Regions from separate parts of the Gossypium hirsutum genome. Here region 2 is linked to region 1. A link is a contact called in public Hi-C data. All regions are on one chromosome and are shown on one strand. The core of a region is the stretch at or near the end of the contact, and the rest is flanking DNA. Distances in the headings are between cores, read along the strand shown.

The links. A called contact is a pair of places that touch in the nucleus more often than the background predicts.
Region 2: a contact with region 1 is called in a Hi-C map of hypocotyl, with 3 times the contacts expected there. The contact joins the promoter of LOC107962388 here to the promoter of LOC107946959 in region 1. A contact is called at or near these places in 10 of 34 Hi-C or Micro-C datasets (anther, callus, fibers and 3 more).

Annotation. Positions count from the first base shown.
Region 1 is chrA08:79,846,066-79,852,629 of Gossypium_hirsutum_v2.1, reverse strand. It overlaps LOC107946959, which reads left to right and starts at 4,149. Exons shown (of 15, transcript XM_016881473.2): 1 at 4,149-4,303; 2 at 4,562-4,675; 3 at 4,919-5,004; 4 at 6,190-6,280; 5 at 6,480-6,529. The coding sequence starts at 4,607.
Region 2 is chrA08:80,128,418-80,134,981 of Gossypium_hirsutum_v2.1, reverse strand. LOC107962388 reads left to right here and starts at 3,926. Exons shown (of 6, transcript XM_041074486.1): 1 at 3,926-5,009; 2 at 5,089-5,171; 3 at 5,332-5,395; 4 at 5,514-5,631; 5 at 5,784-5,938; 6 at 6,374-6,564. The coding sequence starts at 4,950. The coding sequence ends at 6,463.

The DNA.
Region 1 (6,564 bases), core at 2,900-5,399:
ACAACCATCCTAAGTGCCTAACCAATGTACCCTCATTGGTACCACATTTTATATCTTCAAACATATGAACAAAGCATCAACCATTCAAAACTTTCACTAATACCAAATTTGTCATAATCGGACTAACATTTAGCTACTTAGGTTACCAAACTTTAAGCTAAACACATACCAAACTTTAAGCTAAGCTATTATACCAAACATAGCCTCAACCACAACCATATATACAAATAACCATCATTTCACTTGAAAACCAAAATATCATCACATTATCAACAACATCAACCAAAAAACCTCCTAGGTACATTCCAATACAAGATAGAACATCACCACACTTGAGTCCTGGATTCATTGTTGGATGCTGTTCGACGATAAACTGAGAAGTACCTAACCTGGGCACAGAAAACAAAATCGTACTCTGAGTATAACTCAGTGGTATTTCTATATTCTGGACAATTGAAACTTGATGTAAATAAATAAAAATGTAAGATGCAATTAAGAAATGATATATATATAATATCAAGATCATCATACCAAGTTATTCATTCTTGTTAACATCCAATAAATATTACAATTTTAATATATAGCAATAGTCTTTATAAGGCATTTAATAAATCATCTCATACAAAGGCATTATTCATTTCCATTTCCAATCCATGAGTTCATTACTCATAATTCATCAATATTCACAAAAAAATCCACCATTTCATATTTCATTTCACATCTCATTTCCATTTCTTATCCTTTATCATTTCAAATATCAAGCACATCGATTTTTATCATTTATTTTCCCTTATTAACACAACTCAAACTCGAACGAATATACGGATCCAACCAACATACCAGTTTGGAACCCAGTGCCTTATCAGATAAATCCAAAGTAATAACTGTGCCCAACGTTATATAAGTTGACATCCAGTGTCTTATTGGTTAAACCGAAGCAAATTGACACCCAATGCCTCATCGACTCGAGGTCAAAAAAATCCATGAACTCTTTTTATCCTATGGCATGTCATCTATATCCGACTTAGCCTGAAACAGTTAATAGAGTTTCACTTTACTTTTCAATACAACCAATGTCTCAATTTTCATGAATGTATATTATCACATATAAGCATATATTCAATTTGATAGTAACCATATTTTCTCAATATATATATATATTCAATTCAACAGTCATAAAAATAAAACATCTATCAATATTCATAATTGAGTCATTTTAATCATCATTTGATTCAATTCTGTCCAAATGTACAAGAGTTCTCACCTCAATTACTTACCATACACAAACAACTTAATATGCAAAATTCACAATTTAGTTCAGATTATAGAAACATAAACCGTATATTCTGAGCTACTCAACGTCGATTTTGTCTTTTCCTTTCTTACTCGAGGATTCCAAGACAACATTCGCTATGGAATAAAATAATTACAATATATTAATAAGATACCACTCAATTCACAAGAATTTCAATTTTTCTATTATATTTTGTTTATTCTTGAATTTAGTCCCTAAATTGAGACTAATTTTAATCTCCATATTTAACATCAAAATTTTATACTAATTTCACTCTAAGCTAAATTTAGCTCCCTATTTTTAATACTCCTTAATTTTGAATTTTTCACAATTTAGTCCTTATTGCTCAAAATTAACATTTAACTCCACAATTTAGTCATTTTTCAATTCTAACTTAAAAATTGTCAATATAATCCCAAAAATTCTAACTAATCAACAATGTTAACATCTTAAATCTTGAACAATACTAAAAATTGTAACTTGGGTTGACAAGTTCTAAGTACCGGGATTCAAAAAACATAAAAATTACAAAAAAAAGAACTAAATTGACTAACCAATTGAAGCTTGAATGTTTTAAAAACCCTTATGGCTGTCCAAGTTCCTTTGCTTCTCCCTAATTTCGAAATTGCATGTAAAAGAGAATTAAAACATTCTCTTTCATGCCACTTTCCATTATAATTCTTTTCATTTTGTTTTCATTTTATTTATTATTATAACATAAGTTTTATTAAGTTAACATAATATATAATATATATCATAAATGCTACATTATGACCAAAGAAACATTGGTAGAATTATTACTTTAGTCTTTTTAATTAATTTCAATCTATAATTCAACTTTTGACTCTTTCACTATTTGGTCTGTATACCTTAATAACTCTTAGTTCAAGAAAATTGTTTACTAAAAATTTAATTTGCCTCTAAAATGACTCCGTAAATATTTAATAAAAATATTTATAGGTCCAATTTGTAGAAACAGTGTCCCGAAAATACACTTTTTCGACACCCCTAACTATTGGGTCGTTGCAATTAAGTTGCATATGTTATATGATGGAATGTTATATACATATATGATTGTGTTATAAGTTCATGATATGATTTTGAACTAACCCATTTGATACATTGGTTGAAATTCTTATGGAAGTGTAAGGTTGCCAAAGATGCCATATTAGATATCATTGTATGACAATTGTAAAAATTGTTGTAGTGTTAAGGTAAGTTAAGTAAATTTAATATGGACTTACTAAGCATTCAAAATCTTACCCATTATCTCCTTTTTCGTTGTAGATCGTCAGTTTACGGAACATGTCTTAAGTAAATTTAATATGGACTTACTAAGCATTCAAAATCTTACCCATTATCTCCTTTTTCGTTGTAGATCGTCAGTTTACGGAACATGTCGATTGGACCATCACAAAGCTCACACTATCCTATCAATGTTTCAATAGTCTTTTGCTCGTTTTAATTTCGATTATGTGGCATGTACATAGGTAGTAAAAGTGAGTCAACTTGTAACTACATGCTTGGTTTGAATTTGGACTAGTATATATATTATGAAATGATAATGCTTACATTTGTATTAAAGCATGATTTGGTCATGTTATGTTAATATATATACATAGTGTTTTAATGGTTTGTTTAAATGTGCTAATGGTAAGAATTGAACTTAGAAATAACATCGTTGGTATGTGATTTGAATGGCTTGGAAGAAGAAAGACTAGTTTGTGTTTTAAACAAGTTGTTGGATTGAATTATTATCAAAGATGTTTTGAATTGGTAATGGCTATATGCATTGATTGGTATGTATTTTGGAGTATTTTGTGTAGGTATGATGTGTGGTTAAGTGCACCATCTTAACCAATTTTGGTTTTGGCATGAAAAGGGACCAAATGATAGTTTTTGTCACATTTTCTTTAAGGTATTGATACCCTAGTAAGAGTATCAATGCCTAGTATTTTCAATCGGTTTTACAAACAAATAGAAGGTCAATTTGGTATCAAGAATAAGGTAAGGTATCGTAACTATAAGGAAATTTCGGTACATTGATCCAAGTATCGATACCTTATGATTTTAACTTGATTTTATGAAACATCAAAGCTTAATTTGGTATCGGTAATTTTCTAAAATTACAATTTAATCCTTTTTGCCACATTTCCACATCCATAATATCTTTCTTTGATTTTCATCTCTAATATCATTTTTTATTTCATAAAAATTCTTTATTTGACTCATTTTCTAATTTTCTTAAAAATTTACTATATTTGATTCTAAAATAGTGTTTTATGTCTTATAGAAACTCTTAGGGTGTTATAAGGAGAGGATTGTACCAACTGACTATAAAAGCAGATTCTTTTTTAATTCTTTAAATGAATGTTTACCTTTTAGTTTTAATAATAAAGAGAATGTAACAACCGATAACTGTAACATGGAATAGGGAATTTTATTTGGAATTATAACATAGAAAATATGTACAATAAACTCTTAATGCAGTAATAAAAGTATTATATTGTAAACATGAGAGCTTGGATTCGATCTAAGAAAAAAGAAAAAAAAATAGTTTTAACTTTATTTAGGACCTATATTTGACATTTATTGGGAGACGAATGCAGAGACTATTGTTGACAAGTTTCTTTAGCTGTTTAAGGTCACTCATTACTTCCTCATATTACCCAAAAAAAAAATCCTATTTTAATTCTACTTCTAGAAAGAAGAAAAAAATAATGGGCCAAAAAGAAGACAATCATTTTCATTTATTTATTAACTTGGGATAGCCCAAATATTGGGCTTTAGTTGCCCCATATCAAAGCCCAAGATACATATTAGGCTTTAAGGCAGCATATTAAGCTCCTGAGTTATGCCAGGGTCGAAACGTTTTCAATTTTCGAAACCCGCAGTTATGAAGATACCCTTTCTTGATCCTCATCACATCTTTCACTTCAGCGATACAGACACGAGAAAGGGAATGGCGGACTCTTCTTTCATTTGCTTTTAATCTTTTCGCTTTAAAAGGTAACTAATCTTTCTGAATCCTCCCATTTTTCATATCTCTCTCTCTTTTTTTATTTCTATTTTTTTATTTAATTACTGAATTGACCTCTTAAACTTCTTTGAAAATCCCTATTTCTGTGAGGTTAGCAACTTAATCAAGTTTTTGAATAACATCGATATATGCATACCTAGACGATCCTAAGTATGCATGTATCTTTGATCATTTGATTTTTTATATGATTTTGATATTTTACTGGGTTTTTGTTGTTATTCTTGTAGGTTTTCATTTATTCTTGACAGGTTTGTAATTTTGAAAAGATAAAAATGGATGTGGATTTGGTTGCAAGTGAAATTTTGGAGGAGGATACTATTCCAGTTATTGATCAAAACAATGTAAGCTTCTAGTTAAATGATTATTCGGATTATTATTATTTCGGTTATTTCATTTCATTTTACTGTATTCTTTATTTTGTTTTCAATTTTATCCTAGTTTCATTGATTTTTGTAGCTGAAAGTTGAAAAACTCTAGTGTTAGATGCGTGGAAAAAGTATTCAAATACTTGCACTGGTTTATGATAGTTGTTTGATTTAGAGTCTTGAATGTGTGTGTTCTTTTCTTTTTCCTTTTAAATGCAGGATCTTTCTAATTTCGATGGCGGAAGATGCGGGATATGCATGGATATTATTATTGACAGGGGGGTTCTTGATTGCTGTCAACACTGGTATTTTTCTGCATACTGTTTCTAGTTATTCCTATTTTCATCTTTACCCCCTGCAGCATCTTTAATTAGAAGCAAAGCTCCTTTTCTTTATGGCGCTAGTAGTGTGGGTAGGCATCTAGTTTTCTCTTGGGGGTGTTTGGTTTGCCGCTTAACATACATTCCAGACTAAGGTGTTTGGATTTCAACATTCTGGCCATCCCGTAATAGTATAGGGTGTTATGGCCTCTTTCTTAGTAATCTGATATTCCGGGCGAAATCTGAATTTAGGACAAAATTACTTCTCTTTTCATTATATTTATCAATATAGTCCTTTTTATAATATTTTAAGACAAAAACCAAAATATCTCTTCTTTTTTCTTCTCTTTTAAGTTTGAAAACTAAAATTGATGCAGATACTCTATTTTGTATATTTGTATGGATATTTTTTGACAAAGCCTGCCTTAATATACTACTTTTCTTACAAGGCAAAAGAAGAAAACTATGTTCTTTATCGACCATGAAATAACTTTAAGAATGGATTTTTCATACGTAAATACAAGATTTGTGAGTATATAAACTGTAGGGTTTTCCTTGTTTGAAAAAAAGAGTTAAAGAATTTGGTTATGGTCAGTGTTTCATGTACTTAAGAATGTCTGCAACAAGTAAGCACACACTCCTCCAAAAATTGGCTGAGCTGACTTGTATACAGATTTGGGTCATTCCTAAAATGATCAACATGTGGTGTGGAGACAAACCATATAAATAAATTTTCATAATTAGGTTTAGTTGTGGTTCAATTGAATTCATATGATCCTTCAAAAGAAATTGAATTCATATGATAAAATAAAGGTGTAATAAAAGTGAATTTATTAAGTTATTTTAATATTATAAAAATTTGAGACTAAAAAATGTTTAAAGAAATGAACTTGTAAACGCAAAATCTTACATTCTCGTAATCCTATTACGAAACATAATCTTGCATTTCCGCAATCTTATTACCTTCACTTTTTGATTATATTTCTCAATCTTTCTCCTCAAGGAGTAAAGTTAAGTAGAAGAAGCTACACTGTTATTTTGTTTTGACTCTCTACTTTGATTTTTTTAATGTGACATTTTATTCAGATTGATTAAAAAATCAATTAGTGTTCTGATGTCTTTGGATCCTGTTCTGAATTTGATGATGCGGGTTCATCTTGTGAATTTCAGGTTTTGTTTTGCATGTATTGACAACTGGGCAACAATCACAAACCTTTGCCCACTTTGCCAGAGTGAATTTCAGTTAATCACCTGTGTTCCAGTGAGTTATGCAAAATTCTTAAAGCTTCGATTTTGGTCTCCCTCTTTTCCTGCTAGTTATTTTGCAAAAGTTATTTTTCTCTAAATGGCCCATCTGTATGCTAATTTGGCTACTTCACCTTTAGTTACCTTGAAATTCTTTATGAAAGTATATGCAATATGTTGATTAAATCATTTGAGCTACCATTTTGATCATGAAGGTATATGACACCATAGGAAGCAATAAAGTTGAGGATGAGACATTTTCCAGGTACTTCTCAATTCTACTTTCTTCCAACTCAGTTT
Region 2 (6,564 bases), core at 2,677-5,176, 280 kb before region 1:
CTAAATGACCAAAATGCCCTTCCTTACTAAACTTCCAAAATTTTCCATGCATGCCCATTTTTGTCCAAAATCTTAGAAATTAGGCAAATTACTCTTTAAGGACCTCTAATTAACATTCCAAAGCAATTTCATACAAATTGCTTCTAGAACCCAAGTTTTGCAATTTATTCAATTTGGTCCTTAGTTTCCAATTGGACACCTTACACATAGAATTTCTTCATAAAACTTTAACAATTATTTTAATGTCTAATTTGTGATCCTGAAATCACTATTCTAACTAGGCCCTAATTCGAGATGTTACAGTTGGGACGCGACCGTGTGTCTCTTGTTCGAAAGTTACATGGGCCCGAGTGATAGTCGTGTGACCCTTGTTTCCAATTTTTATGAATCTTTTCGAAACTTTCTAATTTGTTTCAAATTGGTCCCAAATTGCTTCTAAGTTATTTATAGGGCCTCGAGGGCTCGATTTAGGGACTATGCATATGAGATGAATGGTTTGTGATGTAATGACCCGAATTTTATGGTTATCAGGAAAGTGTATTTTTGGGTCTTCATTTCTGAAAAAATGGTTTCGTAAATATTTATTAGAAATATTTACGAAGTTAATTGTGAGGTTAATTAGATTGTGGATAGGTGAAGAAAGGTTAATTAGGTATAAGGATTAAATTGAATAAAAAGTAAAAGTCTAATTATAGATTAAAAGAAATGAAAAAAACAAAAAAAGAAACAAAGAATAGAAATGAAAAATAGGGGAGAAAGAAAGAAAGTAAAAAGGGAAAGAAAGAAAAGGGAGAAATAGGAATTTTAAAGCTTGGAATTTAAATAGTTAACGTTGTGCCGAAAAACCTCGGCTAAGAAAGGAAAAGACAAAGTCAACGAGGGTTAGCTTGAAAATTACGATTTGTATTTCTATAATCCGAACTTAATATTTAATTGTTGAAATTATTATATATTTATGGTAAGTGCATCGAGATGATTATTTGAATTGGAGTGAATATTGGTTGAAATTGAAAAGTGAATTTATTTATTAATTCTTGTATTTTGATTAAATATTATGGTAAGTAATTTAGGTGAGAATTATTTGTATTGTGTTTTACAATTGAAATGGATTGATTTGGTATGTGATAAATTTATTAAATTTATATGGATATATATATATGATTGATGTGAAAATTGAATATTGAATGTATGTTATATTGAAAATTAAATTAATTGGGAATGTGAAAAAATAAATATGAATATGTGATTAATGTGGAATTTGGAATATTTGTTACTGAAAAGTGAATTGAATTGTATTGAATTATGAATTTATGTGATTAATTAAAATGTAAATTGATTGGAAAATTTGAAAGTGAATTGAATACCCTATTAATAGTATCGAGCTAGTCGGATATAATTAGCATGCCATAGGATTGGAAGTGTTCAGGGATACTTTGACCTTGAGTCGATGAGGCACTATAAGTGTCGCCTTACTGCTACTATTCCGGATTCGTTTCGAAGAGGTACTCCGTACCTTACTGTTACTGTTACTGTTCCGGATTTATTCCGATGAGGTACTCTGCGTACCACTATTGTTACTGTTACTGTTACTGTTACCGTTACGATGTATTTCGGTTCTGGCCGATTAAACACTGTATGCTATCCCGGTGTGTGGGTTGGATCCATGTATTTGTCTGAGTCTGAGTCATGTTAATAGGGTAAATAAAGGTACTGAATAACTGACTACTACTGAATAACTGACTGTTACTCGATAACTAACTGCTACTGAATAATTGATTGTTACTGAATAATTTATCGTTACTGAATAATTGACTGTTAAAAAGTGATTGAATATTATTGAATGACTAGTTGTTATTGAATGATTGATTGTTACTGAATGAAACTGATAAATTGATCGATACTGAAAATTATTTACTGATATTGAATAGTGAACAAAAGTATAAGTGAGACATATGAATGGAAAATATTATTATTTAAATGACTGTGAATTTATTTGAAAAGCTAATTGGGTTAATAGATGATAAAGATTGAATGAGTTGTAAAGAATTTATCCATAAAATGAATAAATGAATATTTATTATCATTAAATGATATTAAGTGTATGTTTTACTATTTAATGTTTGGATTATAGAAATACCACTGAGTTCATACTCAGCATACGGTTTGTTTCCGTGCGCAGGATAGGTTAAAGTCAGACCATTGAATCAGCATCCTAGGTCGATCCCGAACTCAATGTGATGAGGTATATTAATTATTGGTAATGGCATGTACCTAAAATGTCCATATGTGTCATTTTGGATTGTCAATGTAAGGATGAAATAAGTAAATTTAGATTTAGTAATAGTATATGGTAGGAACTGGCTTATTTGGTAAGAATTTGAACTATTTGATAATGTATGTGAAATACTTAAAAAGATTCATCATATAAGCACGTAAAATGTCTAATTTGACATGTTTTAAGTAGGTTTGAATGTGATTTAAAGTGATCGAACTGAATTGACTGGTAATGCCCCGTAATCCTATTCGGGGGATAGATAAGGCTTAGGGGGTGTTACATGTGATACATTTAAATTATTGGATGTTATGATGTTTAAATGTTTTCGATTTTCAGTAATGTTCTGTAACCCTAATTCGACAACGGAGACGGATTAGGGGTGTTACAGTGACTTTGGTACATTATTGATCAAGTTGTTTGTTCATATTTGATTTATAAAGATTGTATGTTTTGTTTGAAATTATAGTATGAATGTGTAAAGTAGTTAAATTGGAAATCGCAAGTTGCAGTTTCATTAGAAATTGCAGAAATAGTTTGTCACGTCGCGACGAGATCAAGTTACCATGCTATGATGCAACGTCGAGTATTTGTCGCTGGGACGAGACCTAGTCAGTATGTTGCATTGCAACAAGGAACCCCTGACATCGCGACATCAACTTGAAGTTCTGAAAATGTTACAGTTTTGTCCTAATTTGATCTCGAGTTAGCATTATAACTTTCGAAAGCTCATATAAGACCTAGAAACGTATGTATATTATTTTATATACTCAAATTGCCTATAATTGAATGTTAATGGCGTGAATTGAATTATAAATTGTTTGTAGTTGCTTCGGTAACTAGTATAACATTTTATAGCTCAGACCTGGCGATCAGTTCGGGCAATAGGCGTTACAACAAGAGTCAAATGATGCCAAAGCCATTCTCATAAAATATGAAAGCCAAAATGATGAGATTTCAATTGTTGAAATATTCAAACCTGGCCATAATGGACTTGATTACACTGTTAAGAAACTTATATCTCCTTCAGTTTTTGTTAAATCTAAATACATGGTTGCTACTTCATCTTTTAAGGTAGGTAAAAAGAAGAATAAAAAATCTCTTTGAGTCCAAATATATAAGATCCCATTGTTACAATTTGATGAATGATCAAAAATGGAGAAATACAAGGAACATCTAATCAAATGATACAAGAGTTTATGGAACAATTACCTAGATGGCAACATGTATGCAAGATTGGAAGAAGTTTAGATCAGTTGCAAACATGTTATACAATAACTCGAAACAAGTGCAAACCGAGGTAATTTCAAAACCCATAAAAAAATGTTCAAGTGGCTTCAACCAATTGACTTGAGTCACTAACTAATATAGGTTAACAATTAATAAAGAAAATAAATATAAAGAGTGTACGAAATGAATGCAAGTAAAAGGAACGATTACAAATTAACCTCACTTATTCAACCTCAATTCATAAATTAGTAATTTATGTCAATTTAACTTGAATTTAGAATCAATTACTCAAATCCATCTCCAGCTTTAGGATAAGTTCTTAGAAAGCACAATTGCCACTGATGTATATTCCTCAGCGCCTCTAGTTATGTACTACAATTATTAGCTTTGTCCTTGACTATCAAGATATTCACGTGGAGGTTGTTACCTGAAATCAATTTTGGGTAATCTCTTGATTAGATCACCAAGGCACTAAGGCGAAAGTAAGGAACTACTCGGACTTACTTTCCCTTTAGAATTTCTATTTACCTATTTATCACTTAGAGTAAACAGCATACGCATAAATCAAAATTGTCGGTATGGTAGCAATTGTATTAGGCAGTGGATGCGAAGAGATAAATGATGGATCAGAGATTGGGCTCAAGGAATTGTTTGACTCAATCAAGCATCTAGCATTGATCAAAGGATCAACAGGGGCAGCGTTGGTAATGCAGATTATCAAGCCTTTTCTTTCACTCCATGAGCCGAAGGGAAAAAAGTAAGAGAAGATGGGTGTATAATGGTCTTTTAACATTAAACAATACGATCATACAGGAACGACTCTACCCACCGGTCATGGTTACGTACAAGTTTGAGGAAAGTCAAAACACTTCCCGTTAACACAACAGTGATAAGAGAAAAATTATCTCTTCATCTTTTGTTAGAAATTCTTTTTCTATAACCAAATCATTATCTGTTTCTTTCAAACTTATTCTTTCTTTTTCTGCTCCTGCTGCCTATACAAAAAGAGATCAACTTCTGTAAGCTCTGCAGAACCTTTTTTTTTTTTTACCTTATTTACTTTGGTTAATGGGAGTTTGGTTTTATTATTTTTCTTGCTTTGCTTTTAGTTTGTTGTTTTAGCTTTCGATTATGGGGCATAATTTGTTCTCTTTTTGTAATAGTTTGAGCTGTTAATTAGGGGTTAATTGATTCACTTTGATGTAAAAAAATTTGAAAATTCAATGGTTTAATTGTTCCCGGTTCATGAAAACCTTGTCCCTGTAAGTGGGCTAGATACGAATTATATGACACAGTAGATTTATGAGATTTTAATTCTAAATCTAGGAAGCATGAGTGATTGATTATTCTTGTGATATACATGTTATCTCAATATTGAAGGGTTCCGCTTTAGGATAGGTCCCGTAGCAGTTTATAGTCTCGGCAAAGATTGAGAAGTGGTGCATTCATGTTGAATCTGTTCAGTTTGCGGGGGCTGCCTTGGACTGGTGCTAATGGTCAGCAAAAGGTTCATTCAACAGCCTCTTTGAATTTCCCATTTGGTTGTCATTGATTATCATGCATCCCTTAGTCACCTCCATTTTCAGGTTCAGTTGACGGCTGCAGAGTTGGAATCACTTAGATCGGAACTCGCTGATATAGAAGAGAGAGAAGCTCACATGAAAGCTCGGTAAAGGAGAGCTGAATCTTGTCCTTTGAACCATTATGTATATTTTGGTCAGCTATATATGAACCTTTTGTTCTTGAGGTCTAGCAAATAACATTCCTACGCAATATTCAGATTTGGATACAATACTTCTGCATGTGATGATGTTTCTGTGTCATTGCAGGTTGGAACATATCGAGGGGATTTTGCGATCGGCTCGACTTTCTGGCTATTTGTACATTCGAACCGTATGCATTTTCCAATTTTGCTATCTTTGTATCAAGTTTATCCTGCATCCAGCTCTTTGTTCTTGCGTTACTGTTACTCTTCTGGTTAATGATCTTCCTACATATCTTTAATTCTCAGAGATGGACAGCTTTACCCGGAGAACCTGCTCCTATCGATGATACCAAAGTCAACGATTGGCTTCCTCGATTCATTGTTCTTCACGGCCAATGTATATTCTTCTATTTACTCTCCACAGGTAATTAACTTTTTGATGAATTAAGTTTCAAATGGAGCTAAACTTGGAAAAAGCAATAATTAAACTAGTAAGATTGAAGGATACGTGAAACAGGTTGGTATATTAATTATAAACATGACTTGATAATCAACTTCTTAATTTACAATCTGCAGATTTGAGCCCTCAGGATTCCACCCTACTATCCGATGTGGTGGAAGTAGGTTCCTTGCCATGTTTTACGAGAGAAGATGAAGGAACACGATATTCCTTTTATATCTTAACTCGCCAAGGACTGCGCTATGAATGTTCACATGTTTCTCAAATACAGGTAAACAATGTGTCCTTAATATGCATATATATGAACAGAGTACAATGTGCTGTTCTAAACTCATAAACGTTATTGCTTCATGTTATTTTTGTAAAGTATGCTTGCTGCTGAGTTCTGAGCCTGTGTAAGTTGAGGTCAATTCTTCATTTTCTTATTTGCAATTTATTAAGATGAAGCTAAGCTATGTTACTGAGTGTAATATGTTTAATTTTCTCTCTATATAGCAAGGTCAACTCAAGACTTTGTCTATTTGGTTAGTACATATAATCACCGTTATGCACAGACAGCTAATAAGTTGAGATTCGAATTCTATCATCTATATATACATCTCTAAGCATATATAGTAAGGTTGAAGAAAATCATATAATTTCACTGTGTCCATGTAAATTTTGCATTGATCAAATTTGAGTTTTATTATTTTCTGTGTTTTGGTAGGTGGACACCTGGCTATCGGCTTTGCAGACAGGCTGCAAGGTGGTTTCTGAATCTGATGTTTTAGTTCCAAATGGTTCAAGTAAAAAGTAGAATCATTTACAGATTTTGTAACAGTAAGTTGTAAATATAAGGTGAAAGTTACAATTACTAACAAATTGTCTTGTGAATGTAAATATAGGATGCCACTTTCC